Regions from separate parts of the Mus musculus genome. Here region 2 is linked to region 1. The links are chromatin contacts, called in public Hi-C maps. All regions are on one chromosome and are shown on one strand. Each heading gives the region's core, a stretch centred on a gene start, on an enhancer-like site or on the middle of the called end of the contact. The rest is flanking DNA. Distances are from core to core; before and after follow the strand shown.

Region 1 (7,133 bases), core at 2,325-4,824:
TTAGAATTACCTAAGGAACTTTTTTAAGAATACCAACGGCCTGGGACTTTTTCCAGAATAATTAAATCAGAGCTGCAACGGCTGGAGCCTGGCATCGCATCTCGGTCCTTCAAACCTCTGTGAGCAAGTGGAGTGTGCAGCAAGGGATGGCAGACCTGAGAAGATGGGGATGCACTGAGACGGCTCCTGCCCTAGAAAGGCAATTAGTATTGCTAGTGAAGACATATTAGGTGCCGACTGTATGCAGACATTGTTCTCAGGGTTTCCATAGGACAGCAATAACCTCATGTTTTCCTTATAAGGCGCGAGCTTCTTTTGTTTGCAGGCGCACACTGAGGAAACCTTTGAGGATGTAGAGTATTGCCATCTGAGTAGAATGATATTCTTTTGACATTACACCCTGCTACAAAAGAATGTTTAATCTGCTCACTGCATATATCTGATCTTCTATATCAAGCCTCATATCATCTTTTCATATCAAGTGTCAGTGGCCCTCTTGTGATTAGCCTGTTAGTTCTGCCAATAGAGATCACCATGGCTCTCATCACTGGTGGTGATAGCATTGGGATAACATAGCAAACAGCCACGAGTCCAGATCCTTGCCCTCCTGGTTCCCAGTGTCAGCCCTCACCCAAGTGTTCTAAAATTAATCATTGCTGAAAAGAGTTTATAAGGAGAGAAACCCTGATAACACAGGGCACGGGAGACTCTGGGGGTAATGAGCTCAGCTGACCGTTTAAGCTGTAACTCCCACATACTGAGAGGGAACCCATTTGCAAGGTTTCTCTTATGGGCTTTCAGAGATGACTCCATCCTGAAGTTGGCAAGTGTACGGTGGGATTTAGAGAGAGGCCCATGAATGTGGTGTCAAGCAAGCATGTCGTACTTAGCCTTCCTCTCTTCTTTAACCTGTCCAGAATTCAGCTCCAGGCCCAAAGGCCGCAAGGACTTGCATTGACAACTCTCTAAAAATTAGGACTAGGCATAATCATCTGCAAGGCCGAGCAGCTTTGTTACCTGGGAGCCTGTTCTGGGCAAAACATTTTGATAACAGCCCGCCCCTTGATGTCTGTAGTGAACAAGTTAATCTGCTGCTTTTTCAAATACCTGGCAATTGTGTTTACCTTGCCATATGCAAACTTAATATCCTAGATTAAAAAAAATACCTCCATGTAAGTACCAAGAAATTACAGTCACATCTTAAGAGTTGGCTGTGCATACCACAGAAATACCTGTCTCCCTGTAGCCACCCCTACCTGAACCTGTGTTGCTGGTGAAAAGCATTTGGTGCTTCTGGGTTCTGATAAGCCAAGGAAAGGCATGTGTAATGATCTGCTAACGTAATTATGGACTCATGGTCAAGCGCCAGCTGGGATGAACCCTGTTCCATTCCTGTGTGCTGAGAGAAGGGTTAACTAAAGTTGACTCATTCCTTCAGAACACTATCTGGTTTTGAAAGTCTTCTGTAATGAAGGGAGGGAGGGAAGAAAAAAAAGGAGGAGAAAGATAAGAAGATAATAAATGCTAAGATGTGGTGCATCCTGTGAGTGGGGTGTAGCAACAGTAGTCAGACTGTGAGGGCCTGGTGTCTGCTGTGTTTGCTGGCTGTATAGCCTAGCAGAGAAGCCTGGGTCACTTTATAAGGTCTCTTTTTAGGGACAACCATCTTTTCAAAGCCTGTAGGGACTGATTGGATGGCTCAACACTTAAGAATGTTGGCTGTTCTTATATAGAACCCAAATTGGTTTCCCAACACCCACACTGGGCAGTTCACAACTATCTATAAGTCTAGCTATAGAGGGCATCCAGTATCCTCTTCTGTCCTCCAAGAGAACTCACACGCATGCACTTATACTCATAACAAACACATAGATACAAATAAAATAAATCTTTAAAGAGAATTACTTAAAGTGCTTGGCAAATAGTAAGCCCTTGGTCAAAGGTATTATATCATCTAAAGGTCAAGATAGAAACTTTATTCTTATTTGGCACTAGGTCTTTCTGTGGTTTCAGAAGTGTTCTGGAAATGGTGACTAAACAGAAGAGGATGCTGGGAAAACAAGTGCATGCTGGGATTAGCTTAACCATTTCTGTCCAAGGTCTAGGGACACCATTTCTGTCCAAGGTCTAGGGACATCTGGCATACTCATCAGAACCTCTAGGCCTTGAGCTATATATATCAATAGTGTTTTAGAATTTTAGGAACATTTTGTTGTTGATGCCATCCTTGATTTTTGAGCAGGGTACCTGGAGAACATAGTGAATGGAGTGTGGTGAGATTTGTCACATTCTCCAGGGGAAAGACACATTCCTACAATGAACAACTATACTGCTTGCATTATTATAGGCTATTCCTGAACACTCTTCTAGACATAGGTAACTGTGTTTAGACATACTATCTTATTGAGTCTGATGTTGATCTTCCTCCTGGTATGTGTGCCTGGTGGAAGTTAGCACAGTAATAAGCCTCTAACAAACTGTCCCTCGTGCTCACATTAAAAGGGTTCCTCCTACCTTGTGCTGTGCATGGCAGGCATTTGTGTTTAAATGCCTTGTAGTTTAAAGTAGACCTTGCTGTCTGCTTAATATACACACATGGCCAACTAGAGTACAGCCGCTGTGGACATGAGGTGGGTTTTAAATCAGAGGACTACAAAGCAAAAGAGACAGATAATGACTCAGAGTGGAAAAATCTGTATGCCAAACCCCACTTATTTATTGCTTTTGGAAAACTATCCCCAGTTGAATTGTCCCTGGCTTAAAACTCTGCTCCCCCTTTTAATTCCAGTTTTCTAAGTTATTTTTATGGTGCCCTGTCAAAAGCACCTTTCATCTACTCAAAGTAGGATGTTTATCACATTCCCTGATCTATTATTTATAAGTAGCTTGCGCTCCTGGTTTCTTCTGCATTGCTTCCCATTTCAAATCCCATTGTCCTGCTTTGCAGGTGGAGATTTCCCTGGGTTAATGAGTACCCCAGTTGGCTAGGAGCTTCCAAGTAGATGTTTTTATATGGTCCAGTGTCGCCAAGTAGCAACATGTGCAGTGCCCAGGCTACAAACCAGTCAAGATAGCAAGATACTTGGCTGTTCAAATGAGCAGATGTCCACACACACTCTAGAAAACTCAAATCTTCCATCCTGTCTGCAGTGCAAATAGCTATATTGTCATAAGCAAGTGATTGGAGTCCTCTAGGTCTCTGTTTTCTCTTCTTGGAAATGGGAGCAGTTCTAACCCACCTCTGAAACTTGAACCTACTAAAGCAGTATTTATAAATAAAAACACTTAGCCAAGCTTTCCAGTCTTTTTTAGTTCTGTGTGTGCACACGTGTCATCAACATAGGCACATATGGTCTACATTAAGATGTCTTGTTTAAAGAGTTCTCCACCTTTATGGAGACCGGGTCTCTCTGTGAACCTAGATCTCTCTGTTCTAGTAGACTGGCCAGCCAGTGAGCCCCTGGGATCTGCCTATCTCCACCCTGCCAGCACTGAGGTTGCAGGCTGTTACCACATGCCTGGAGTTTTAAGAGGGGGTAGGGATCCAAACACAGGCTCTCATTTCTGAGCGGCCAACAAGCTCCCGACTGAGTCATCTCTCAGCCCTCTGAATCTTTTGTACTCATTAGGAAGCAATAACCATGTACTATGAAAACACACCAGCAGGTGGCTATTAATCCCATTCAAGCTAAGCTGAGAAGATGAAGGGAAGTTGGCAATTCAAGGCAAACTGGAGAAACAGTGCCTGGTCTACAAAGCCTGGTTCTTGGCGGCACCTGCACCACTTGATTCCCCAGAACAAAAGCACATTTGCAGAGCTACTGAAACTGGACTTTGGGAGTGGGCTGGGCAGTCAGTGTGATAACAAGTCCAGCAGGGAATGGATGCTCACCAAGTTTAAGACCCAGTGGTCCAAAATAAATTCAGCAGGTATTGGATGTGTGCTTCTGCCTGTGAATGTTTGTGTGCCTGAATACCCATGTGTGTCCCCGCCCAAACTAACCAGATGTGTAACATCTGTCTGAATAGAAATATATCTAGGACACTTTCCCCCCACCTCCTCCCACCTCCCTTTTTTGACAGTTTTGCACTAGCTTATTTTGGGGGCTAAAATGTTTAACACTCAATGTTCTTCTTTTCCCCCCTAGGAAATTCCACTTACTTGGATGACCATGGACCACCTCCTAGTAAGGTAAGGCCTGTGGCATTCATACACGTGCGCTCTAGCATAGCTTCTGGGCATCTAGTGAACCCAGCCAGGTCCCTCCTAGCCAGGAGTCATTCACAAGCAGCCAGTAGCTAGATGGTGTGAAAAGAATCATCAGCTTTAATGATGAGGGACCTGAAGAGCCTGAAGATGACCCAAGTGACAAGGGAGGAGAAGCCATCACTCTTTCTGTTCTTGTAGCCACCTGCATGTTGTGGCCCTGGACTTACTGCAGACCTTTGCCAATCCCGTCTGCATCGCTGCCTTGTTGTTCCTGGAGTTGATTGGTTTGTTTGGTTGACTTCTCATGTGAGGTGCATGGTGGAGCTCCCATGGGGTTGGGCCTCGGGGCTAGTGCTATTTCTATCAGACTCTCTCTGGCCTGCTCTAAGTGTATTACTGCAGTCAAGCCCCAGGAATGTCCTCCGGAGTCCAGTGTGCTGGCTGTGCCCACTTCACTCTTCCTATGAACAGTTGTACTTAACTGTTTGGTGACAGAAAAGTTCGTAAATATAATTTCCCACCACTCTATACTCTCTTGAGCTTGAAGAAAGCCAAGAGCAAACTCCCTAAAATTGTGTGTGTGTGTGTGTGTGTGTGTGTGTGTGTGTGTGGTGGGGGAACAGGATGAAAATGATCTTGGGGTGTGAGAAAAATACATGTAATTCAATGGACTCTCCTTATTCTATTATTATTATCATTATCATTATCATCATTATTATATTTGCTTTACATCCCTCTCCTCCTAGTCCTCCTCCCACCCCCTCCACTCCTCCTCTGAAAATGGGGAGCCCTCCAGAGTTACCCCTCACCCCCCAACTCATCAAGTCACTGCAAGACTAGGTGCATCCTAGACAAGGCAGCCCAGTTAGGGGAACAGACAGGATCCATAGGCAGGTAACAGATTCAGGGGCAGCCCCCATTCCAGTTGTTGGGGGACCTGCATCACGACGAAGCTGCACATCTGCTACGTATGTCCAGGGACTAACTCTCATTATTTAAAACGCAGGTCTCTTATGATTTTTTTTCTGTTGTTGCAAGCAATGATGCTAACTGGTCAGCCCCCAGAAGAGGAAGTCGCAATTGACAAAATCAAAAGTTAGTCACCATATACCCGTCAGTCTTATTTTAGCAGTTTTTATAGCTAGGATCCTGAAGCCTAGATGTCCTTATGCTTGGTTTCTTCATCTTTGACCCCTGAAGGCAATGTCTGCCCAGTACAGGTATAACACAATAGAAGATGTTTAGACCTCCACCACACATTCGAGCATGCACTTCGCAAGTAGATTTTTTTTCTTTCTTTTTTTTTTTTTACTTTTTAACTCTCTTCTTATGAAATTATTTTGATTAGAAAAAAAAAGGTAGATTTTTCTTCTTGTTGTTTTTGTTGTTGCTGTTTCGAGAGACAGAGTTCCACGCGGGCTGGAGCTGGCCATGACCTCACCTTGGATCTTATCTATAGAACACTCTGACTGCATCTGCCATCTCACTAAGTTTTCCTTTATGTGATGCTTGGGGTCGAAGCCCTGGACCTCAAGCATGCTAGGCAAACACTCTTGCAGCTGAGCTACACACCCAGCCCCTTGACAAAATATTTCTGAAAGGGTAATAGTACTGCCACTTTGTATGACACTGACTGAATTACTTAATATTCTGAGCCTCAGTTTTTTCCCCTGGTGGACTTTTTCTAAAATCACAGCCTAGAGCATAGGATGTCTGAACAGCATTCAGCACGACATGGAAAAGTGACGGTCAGTAAATCAGCAGTGGCCTGTGCTTACTTGACGGGGATAACATTAAGGTTATAGAGGAATTGTAGAGTAGAATTCGCCCTAATTGAAGGGTGCCCTGCTGTTTGATCCAGTGTGTGCCTTTGGGTTGTTTGGGATGTTACAGACAACAGAAATACAAAGGGAAAACAACAAGGAAAATGGCCTCCTAAAGGACCAAAGGGACTCAGAGGATGCTGGGCCAAAGGTCAGGACTTTGTCTAGCACATGCACCGCACATCCTTGTACAACCCTGAGTTCACAGTGGCAAGTAATGCCTCCTCATTGATTCCACTGAACTGGACCATGCGGCCCAGAGCTAGGATCTGAATGTGAACTCCTGGTTCTCAGCCCAGTTCTTCCCATGATGCCAGGACTCACACATCTGAGCTAGCATCAGAGTTGCCTAGAGCCTTATTAAAATGCACGTTGTGCTGTCTAACCCTTAGTCTCTCACTCAAGGATCTGAGGTTGGACCCAAGAATCAGTATTTCTGACAGGTTTCCAGCTTGCTCACAGAACGGATCTGCAGTTCATATTTGAGAACAGTTTCTAAAGCCAGGGTGAAGAAAAACGTTCTCCCAGACCTTTGGTGTACGCTTCTCACTGCCTGGCTCATTATGTAAAGGTTATTTATTAATAAAGTGATGAGTCACCGTCATTAAGGGTTTGGGGTTTTAGTTCTAAGTGAAACGTTTTTCACTTGGTCAACAACCTACCCAGGAGGGAGGTTCCTCATTGAAGGAAAGAGCAGCATGCATTGCATGGGGGGTTTCCATACCCCACTGCTTCTTTTCTTGGTGGGGGGAGGTATGCTTTTATTCCCATGCCTTTGCCTGCTGTCAGACAAGCGGGATAGCGATGCTCATTGCGGGTCTGCTGCCTGGTTGTCTGGGCTTTTAATTTGAGTGCAGTCTGATAAACCAGCTTTTTGTTTTGTTTTGTTTTTTGTTTTGTTTTGTTTTGTTTTGTTTTTTACTGGGGAGAAGACTCAGGCCCACTTGCCTTTGTATGGTAGAATCTTTAGTCACGAGAATATAACAATGGATAAAACCACTACTTGAAAAACAATCCACTACTTGTATGTGACTGTATTTTCTCTGTGCTTCTGACTTCTGCTGGACTGAAAGTGAACTCTAGAAGTGATGAATGTGGCC
Region 2 (7,133 bases), core at 1,572-4,071, 130 kb before region 1:
CCCTTCCACACTAGAAACGGAAGCCATTGCCTTGTGTGAACGAAAACAAGGGCTTGACCACTAGACTACACTGCTGCTCCCCCACCCCCTGATGGTTTTGTTTTCTTTTTAATTTCTACATTCACTTATTTTCTCCAACGTGTCTCCTTCCCAATCAGATTACCTAGAGCAAGCAGGCCCTTTCCCCACAGAATGTTGACAGCTGGCTCCAGACACCAGGGGTGGGATTGTAAACCCAGAGGGTCTTACACACATTCTTTTACACAGTGACTGTTTGGATCACAGGGCCAGGCTCTGCTCCAGGACCAGATTGTCAGAAGAGGTCTCTAAAACATTAGGAAGATTGCTTGGCAACTCCCATCTCCTGGCCTGTCTTTATCAACTCAGAAATTATTAATTGGGAGTCTATTCTGGGCCACTCATTGTACTGATGAAAGTAATTCACACTAATGAGCAATGACTGATGGGCTTAATTCTCTAAGGGACAGTCACATCTCTAAAGTGTACACATGAATCCGGACAAATCCCCCATTGCTGGGGTGAATGTGACACAGGCCATTAGCACTCCAGTTAGGGGTTCTTGTGACAAACAAAGGGCTTCTGTTCTACTTGGTGTCCCAAACAGCACTCCTAGACCTTAGACAGTGGCCAGGAGAATGCAGGGCAGGGCAGTTTGTGCCCGTGCAGGAGTGACTCTGAGAGTGTAGCTGTGTGTGGTGCTGCCCACCTCATAACTCTCGGCTTGTGTCGTCTTCACCTATGGTCGAACTTGTGGACGAGGAAGTTCATATTCAGGTGGTGGGTAAGCCACGTTTGCTCAGTTTGAGCTCCTGTTGCTGTGAGAAATAACTTGACCACAGGCAACTTTAGGGAGGGAGGGGTTAGTCGGCTTATAATTCAAAATCACATTTCCTCATTGAAGGAGCTCAAGAGAGGAACTTGAAGACAGGGCTATTTGCTATTCCATATGGTACTAACCCTGACCACTGACCTCACTTCCTAGCCAAAGAAGTGTGACTGGACCTATGGAGAATTTTGTTTGCTGGCTCATGCTCTTTTAGACGGTCCAGAACCATCTGCCTAGGGAGTCGTGTGCTTCACAGTGGGCTGGGCCCTCCCACATTAAATAACAACGGGGCAGTCCTCCACAGGTATTCCCATAGGCTGATCCAGTGTAGGCAAGTCTTTAATTGACATTCTATCCCGTGATTCTAGGTTGTGACATGTGACTTTTAAAACTAACCATCATGCATTCTGTCCTCTAATTGTGAATTCTTGCTCCCAGGATCCCATTTCTCAATTTTCTGTGGAATAATCTCTGGATGGATAATGTTTTAAAAGTTTTCAGGAGAACAGTCGTGGAGCTATGAGGCTCTTAACTGCCCCACATCTCCTGATTACTGGACTATTTAGAATGATTTGGGGATCAGAGTTGAGAGGCATCGGAATTGTGTGGCCTGAGCTAAATGCTGTTTTCTAATCCCAGGGAAACCATGAAGAAATCTGCCCAGTGTCATGCTGCAGTGGTTAATATATCTGTCTTGTTCACAGTCCTACCTACCTGCTTATGTCACTAAATGTCACTTCTGTTTCCAACTTAACTCAGCTTGGAAAAGAAAAACATTATTGGAGAACTGTCTCCAACAGATTGTTTTTTTGCTCCTGTCTGGGGAGCATTTTCTTGATTGCTAATTGATGTAGGGGGGCCAGGCCACAGCAGGCAGAGAGCCGTTCCTAAGCAGGTGGCCCTGGACAGTACAAGAAAGACGGCGGAAGGTGAACCTAGAACCCGCGTAAGCACATTTCTCCAGTTTCTGCTCCAGTTCCTGTCTCTAGGTTCCTCCTGCCTCACCTTCCCTCCACAATGGACTGTAACTGGTAAGCCAAACAAATTCTTTTTTTCCTCCATGTTATTTTGGGTCATGATGTTTATCACAGCAACAGAAAAACAATCTAGGACACTGGAATCACAATGTAACTCTTAGGCCATATCACTTGTGTATCTGGTGATTTGTAAAAACAAAAACGATTAAGTGTGTTTGATAGAGCAGCCCTGTTCTCGGATAGGTCTCTGGGAAGCTCCGTGGGCTCTTTCAGTTCTAGAAACTTCCCAGCGGTGGGAAGAGAGATGGTGAAACAGGTCTGTGAAGGCACAGAGCCTTCTCCTTTTATATCTGCTGTAAGGTCTTCCTCCAGTCAGTGGAGTACCCTTGTTTTCAGTGGAGTGCTTGTAAGACGAGGGAGGGCAAGAAAAAAGCGCCCTCTGATTCTGAGCCAAGGGCGTGAGCTATGCCTGGCTCTGCCGAAACCACCCACCTCTTGCCTTTTACCGTCCCGGCTAGGTCTTGAACCCATATCCCAGCACATTTTATATCGGCTTTTGGTAGGTGGGTCGCTTGGGATATAGAAAGAGAATCAAGTTCCCCAAATGAAAAGACAAACGTAGTCAAATCCTCCAAGGCGACTGTTTACGAGAGGGAAGTCAGCGGGCCCCAAGAGGTCGCTGGTAGCGCAGGAACCGAGACCAGATTGTAGAGAATGGAGGAGGAAAAAAAAAAAATCCACGCACCCAAAAACTTTCTTCCTTGTTGCTGATCCTCGGCCCCCTCCTCCCTCCCTGCCCGCCCCAGCAGAAGCCGTAATGTGACACCGAGTCCAGCGTCGAGCCCAGGGTTGGAGAGGGAAGGGAGGGCCGGGGAGGGAGGAGAGCGGGCCGTCTCGCGCCAGAGAGAAAGGGGAGGGGAGGAGAGGCGAGGAGGGAGGGAAGCCCCTGTCAAGGAGGTGGAGCGAGAGGGTGGTGTCCGCCTCCCGATCCTCCCTGCCTTGAGCTAGCCGAGCCTGAACTGGGACCAAACACACCGCCCGCGACCCACACAAAGCCCGGGGGGTCCACGCTGGCGCTGGAGGCGAGCCGGGAGCGAGCCCGGGGCGCGGCGGGACTTGGGGCGCAGGGCTGCTACGGGACGCGGGGCTGCTAGCAGGACGCGCGACCAGGCGTGGGTTGCGATCGCCACCCCCACGGCGGGGCCCGGGACATTTTGGGCCCTTTGGGGCCGCAGCGAGCGGTGGGGACCAAGACGAGCAGAGTACCCTGAGCCCGGCAACTTCGGCCCCTCCCCGCCCCCACCCGGCTGCCCTCAGCGCGTCCCTCTCCATGTGCAGACAGCCGGCTAGGCGCTCCGGCTGGCGGCGGATGGGTGACCTCTTCCTGGCCGGGGCGGGCTGTTCGAGGCGGCGGAGCCGGCGATGAAGAAGAAGCAGCAGCAGCATCCCGGCGGCGGCACGGATCCCTGGCCCCATGGGGCCCCTGTGGGGGGCGCCCCTCCGTGCCTGGGCAGCTGCAAGCGCCGGATCCCGCTGCTGCCTTTCCTGCGCTTCTCCCTCCGGGACTACGGTTTCTGCATGGCTACCCTGCTGGTCTTCTGCCTGGGCTCCCTCTTCTACCAGCTCAGCGGGGGACCCCCTCGCTTCCTGCTCGACCTGCGGCAGTATTTGGGTAGGGAAGGGCTGCGCCAGCCCCGCAAAGTTGGGCACTCGGGGAAAGGGTGATAAGCGGGGAACATCTAAAGCTGTCACGGCCACCACGGTCCCCGAGGCTCCCCAGGTGGGATGCCACTGAGCATCCCTCAGTGAGGCAGCTGGGAGCGCCTGCTTCCTACAGTACTCTGGGCTGCCCGCAGCGACGGGGGACTCCGGGCAGGTGTCCCAAGCCCGGACACCACGTACCTGTCCCCGAATCGCCACTCCAACTGGGGCAGAATAGACATGTGCATGTTTGTGAATATTTGTGTGTATGCTGGCCTGGCGGTGCGTGCACAGTCCTCTCTAGGATGTGGTTAACAACTTACAATCCTGTCCCGTCTGGCTTTTCCCTTCTGAGTTGTGTGGGCTGGTTTAACCCCGCTTTCCAGTCACTTTTAGATATTCTATCCACTGGGTCCCCCGTTTGTGAGTTGGCCCAGGTGATTCCAGTCTTTCCCTAGGTTGGTTTGTTCCTTGGCAGCACCTGCGCACCCCGCGGACTGCAGCGAGAGTGCGGGAGAAATTGGGGCTGTTTCTAGGTGCCAGTCAACTGTGCCGCCTTCGAAATTCCGCCCCGTATGTGTCTTAAGTCAACTTTTTTTTTTTTCTTTTTGGTTCGTGGCTGAAAAAGGAAGAGGTTGGAACCCAAGAAAACAGATTTCAGTGAGGTATGACCTCGCTGCTCTCTCATCCATGATTCTGAGTGCCAAGGCTTGGCCAGCACTCGCTCAGGTCCCAGGGATGATGCTGGCTCCTGTGCCTTGGCTGAGGGAGGGTGTAAATTCCTTGACTTCTGTGGCCAGGAGAGGTCGTGCGGGGGTTGTCTCTGAGGTGGTTTGAGTGGAAGAACCTACCGTGGTCATCTGCAGGTCCAGAGTCAGTTCAGGTGGAGACTCCATCAAAGTGCTGGGACCAGAATGGGCTGCCCAAGACTCATACAGTTACCTCAAAGGTCCCTTCCCTTTTGGTTCGTGGCTGAAAAAGAAAGAGGTCTCACAGAAGTCTCAGGTCTAGTAACAGCAGGCCTGTTTGGAAGGAAAAACAAGAAAACCACAAAACCACACCAACAAAGGGTGTTTGGGAGTAGTGTAAACTGATAAAATTGCATTGCTTCCAGGGACAGAAGCTCGGATTTTTAAGAGTTAAAATCTCATTTCAGTAAAAACATTGGGGATACTGTGACTTCACAAGAACTGATACGGAAGATTAAAGAAAAATATTGCCTCGGTCAAATTTCCGAAGCACAATTCTTAGCATGTGGCTTTATGGTTTTGGGTTAATAAGCCCTTTTTATTGGTGAGTGTAACCTCTTCATTCTCTGCCATTCTGCCTTCTGGGTCTTGAGTCTTATCTTCCGTGCTTTCAGACACCTGCTCTTGCTCCTGGTAACGTCACCGTCACTATCAGGATCTAGTGCCCACTAGTATTGGGAAGTGATGAAGCTCAGGGCTGTTCTTCCATAGAATCTGATTGTGTGTCACCCATCACCAAAAGTTCCTTTTAAGTTAAGTGTGGCGGTCTGCTGCATGGAGGGAACTGTGCTGGGTGGGGCTGGAAGACCCATTCTATCCTAGGAGTGCTTTCCTTTGAGCTCCAGCTTTACAGCTTTGGCTCTTCATGGTGTAATTAGGGGCTCTTACAGTTTTGTGGTTCTCTTACCCTTTATGTGAAAAGGGAAACACAGGTGTGCTGAGAAGCAAGGGTGTTTGAAGGATAGAATCGAGAAAGTTCAGGGTCTTTGGTAGTCACCTGTTTTATTATGTGAGTCTCTGTTCTGGTATGCGAGACCTGATGAATATGGGATCAGCTGGTGGAAGAGAGAGCTGGCAGGCAGAGCTGGGCACTGAGGGCTGCCGTTGTCTTTACTAACTGACCATTACTTTTCTGATGGATGTGCGAGGTGGGTTAGACATGTCATCTTTGTGAACTGAAAACAGGAGACTCCTGCAGGTCTCTTCCTGTTGTTTGCTCACATACATAAAATAATGGTTTTCAGGGAAGGTGGTCTTTAGAGTGGTCTAAAATATGTCCTTAATTATATCAGCCCAAGCAAGCTATTTGCAGACTTGCTTGCCAGTGATCCTTCTCTATATTTTAGACCGTAACCACACAGAATATATTGTTAATTAAAATCCTATTTTTCTCAAATGTAAGTGTCCAATATTTCTAGATCAAAATATTGTATTAAACATGTTCTTTACAGAATATACTTTTAGTATTTGGGCCATCTTACACGTTTCCTGTCAGAGTTACTTGACCGCTATTGCTCGGGTTAATGACTGACTGCACCCAGTTTACCAGGTATGTAGAGTAGTATATAATGTGTTGAATGTTCTCATGGGAGAAAAGTAAAATGTCACAGGTATTCATGATGATAGTGAACATTAGCAGTGTACATGCATGGGCATGAAAGCTGACCCCTAGATAGCATGATTCATAGCTTGTATTGGTTGTCCCAGTTTTATATAGAAAGATGGAAGGGTAAAAATTAATGGGGTATTGGATCTGGAATGGCCATCAAGAGCCTCTCGACAAGTGAAACTTTCCACTCATCCTTGGCTCTGTGCTACTGAAAGGGAGTGGAAACTTTAAGAGTCAGGGCCTAATGGGGATGTTTTAGGTCAGGTCACTGGTGAGGGTCGGTGAGTGCAGGTCTCTTCCTCTCCCTGTACGATATGCTAGGTCACCACGGGCCCAATGCAATGGGCAACAGTCAGTTATGGATCAATAGCTCTGAAACTGTGAGCCAAAATAACACTTGACAGAAGGCTGATAACACGGGAAGGGCATACAGAAAGCTGCTTAACATGGGCAGGGCATACAGAAGGAAAGCAGGAGCTCCCTCCAGGGCTGTCTGACTGCAGTGCCCAGTGAAAAGCACCCTGGGCACTGGGTGCTTAAGAGAGGAAATGCAAGTATGGAAAGAGGAGCCAGGGGAATCTCACCAGCTGAGTGGCCAAATGATCTTCAGATCTATGCACACAATCTCACTTTCCCTTTCTTGATTCTTTAACTGTGAGTTTCTTGTGAGGCCTTCCAAGAAGGGAAGACTTGAAGCAACAGGTCTGCTCTGCCTCTTATCTTTGTATTTCTGTTCACTTGCATTCTTATCACCAGCAACTGGAGGGTGGGGACTTGATTTTAGTTCATGGTTTCAGTTGGTTGGGGTGGGGGCCATCAAGTGTTTGGGAACCAAAGTAAGACCTGGCTATCACTCCTCAAAGACCTGCCCCCGAGTGACTTGAATTTGCCAGCTAGGCCTCATATCCAAGAGTTCTATAACCTCCCCAAACAACATCCTCAGCTGGAGAGATTCAAACATGGGAGCTTTTGGGGAATGTCTCAAATTTATGCCATGATAGCATTAATGGCAGTCATGCCATCTCTGATCAAAACTGGACCCTCACTGACAGCATAACAGCCAGAGTGAGGGACAGTGAGCTGTGGCTCTTGGGTCTCTCCCTAACAGTTTTGTGTGTAGGCTTCTGGTTCTAAGTGTGGGTCATTGGACCTGCAACACCAGCGTTCCTAGGGAATTCGTTACATATTCAGATTCTCAAGACTCATAGACCTGAATGAACCTGGGCCTGGGCACAGCAAGCTGCCCTTTA

The links. A called contact is a pair of places that touch in the nucleus more often than the background predicts.
Region 2: a contact with region 1 is called in a Hi-C map of uterus, with 4 times the contacts expected there. The contact joins the promoter of Ust here to the enhancer-like site in region 1. A contact is called at or near these places in 3 of 15 datasets of contacts at CTCF or cohesin (CD8 T cells and the NIH/3T3 cell line), 12 of 484 Hi-C or Micro-C datasets (the C2C12 cell line, adipose-derived mesenchymal stem cells, conventional dendritic cells and 4 more), 9 of 115 datasets of contacts at active chromatin or transcription factors (CD8 T cells, the NIH/3T3 cell line, SST interneurons and 6 more) and 3 of 9 other capture datasets (adipose tissue, embryonic stem cells and pancreatic islet).

What each region holds. Positions count from the first base shown.
Region 1 is chr10:8,387,947-8,395,079 of GRCm38.p6, reverse strand. It overlaps Ust (uronyl-2-sulfotransferase), which reads left to right. Exons shown (of 8, transcript NM_177387.3): 2 at 4,149-4,192. Among named protein-coding and RNA genes, the nearest start is that of Ust, 130 kb to the left of the region's middle. Within about 2 kb of position 3,574, at least 33 of the 459 cell types and tissues checked have an H3K27ac peak or open chromatin away from gene starts, as enhancers often do. A contact at or near this core is called in the NIH/3T3 cell line, adipose tissue, adipose-derived mesenchymal stem cells and 3 more, where this site is marked.
Region 2 is chr10:8,514,513-8,521,645 of GRCm38.p6, reverse strand. Ust (uronyl-2-sulfotransferase) reads left to right here and starts at 2,821. Exons shown (of 8, transcript NM_177387.3): 1 at 2,821-3,496. The coding sequence starts at 3,247.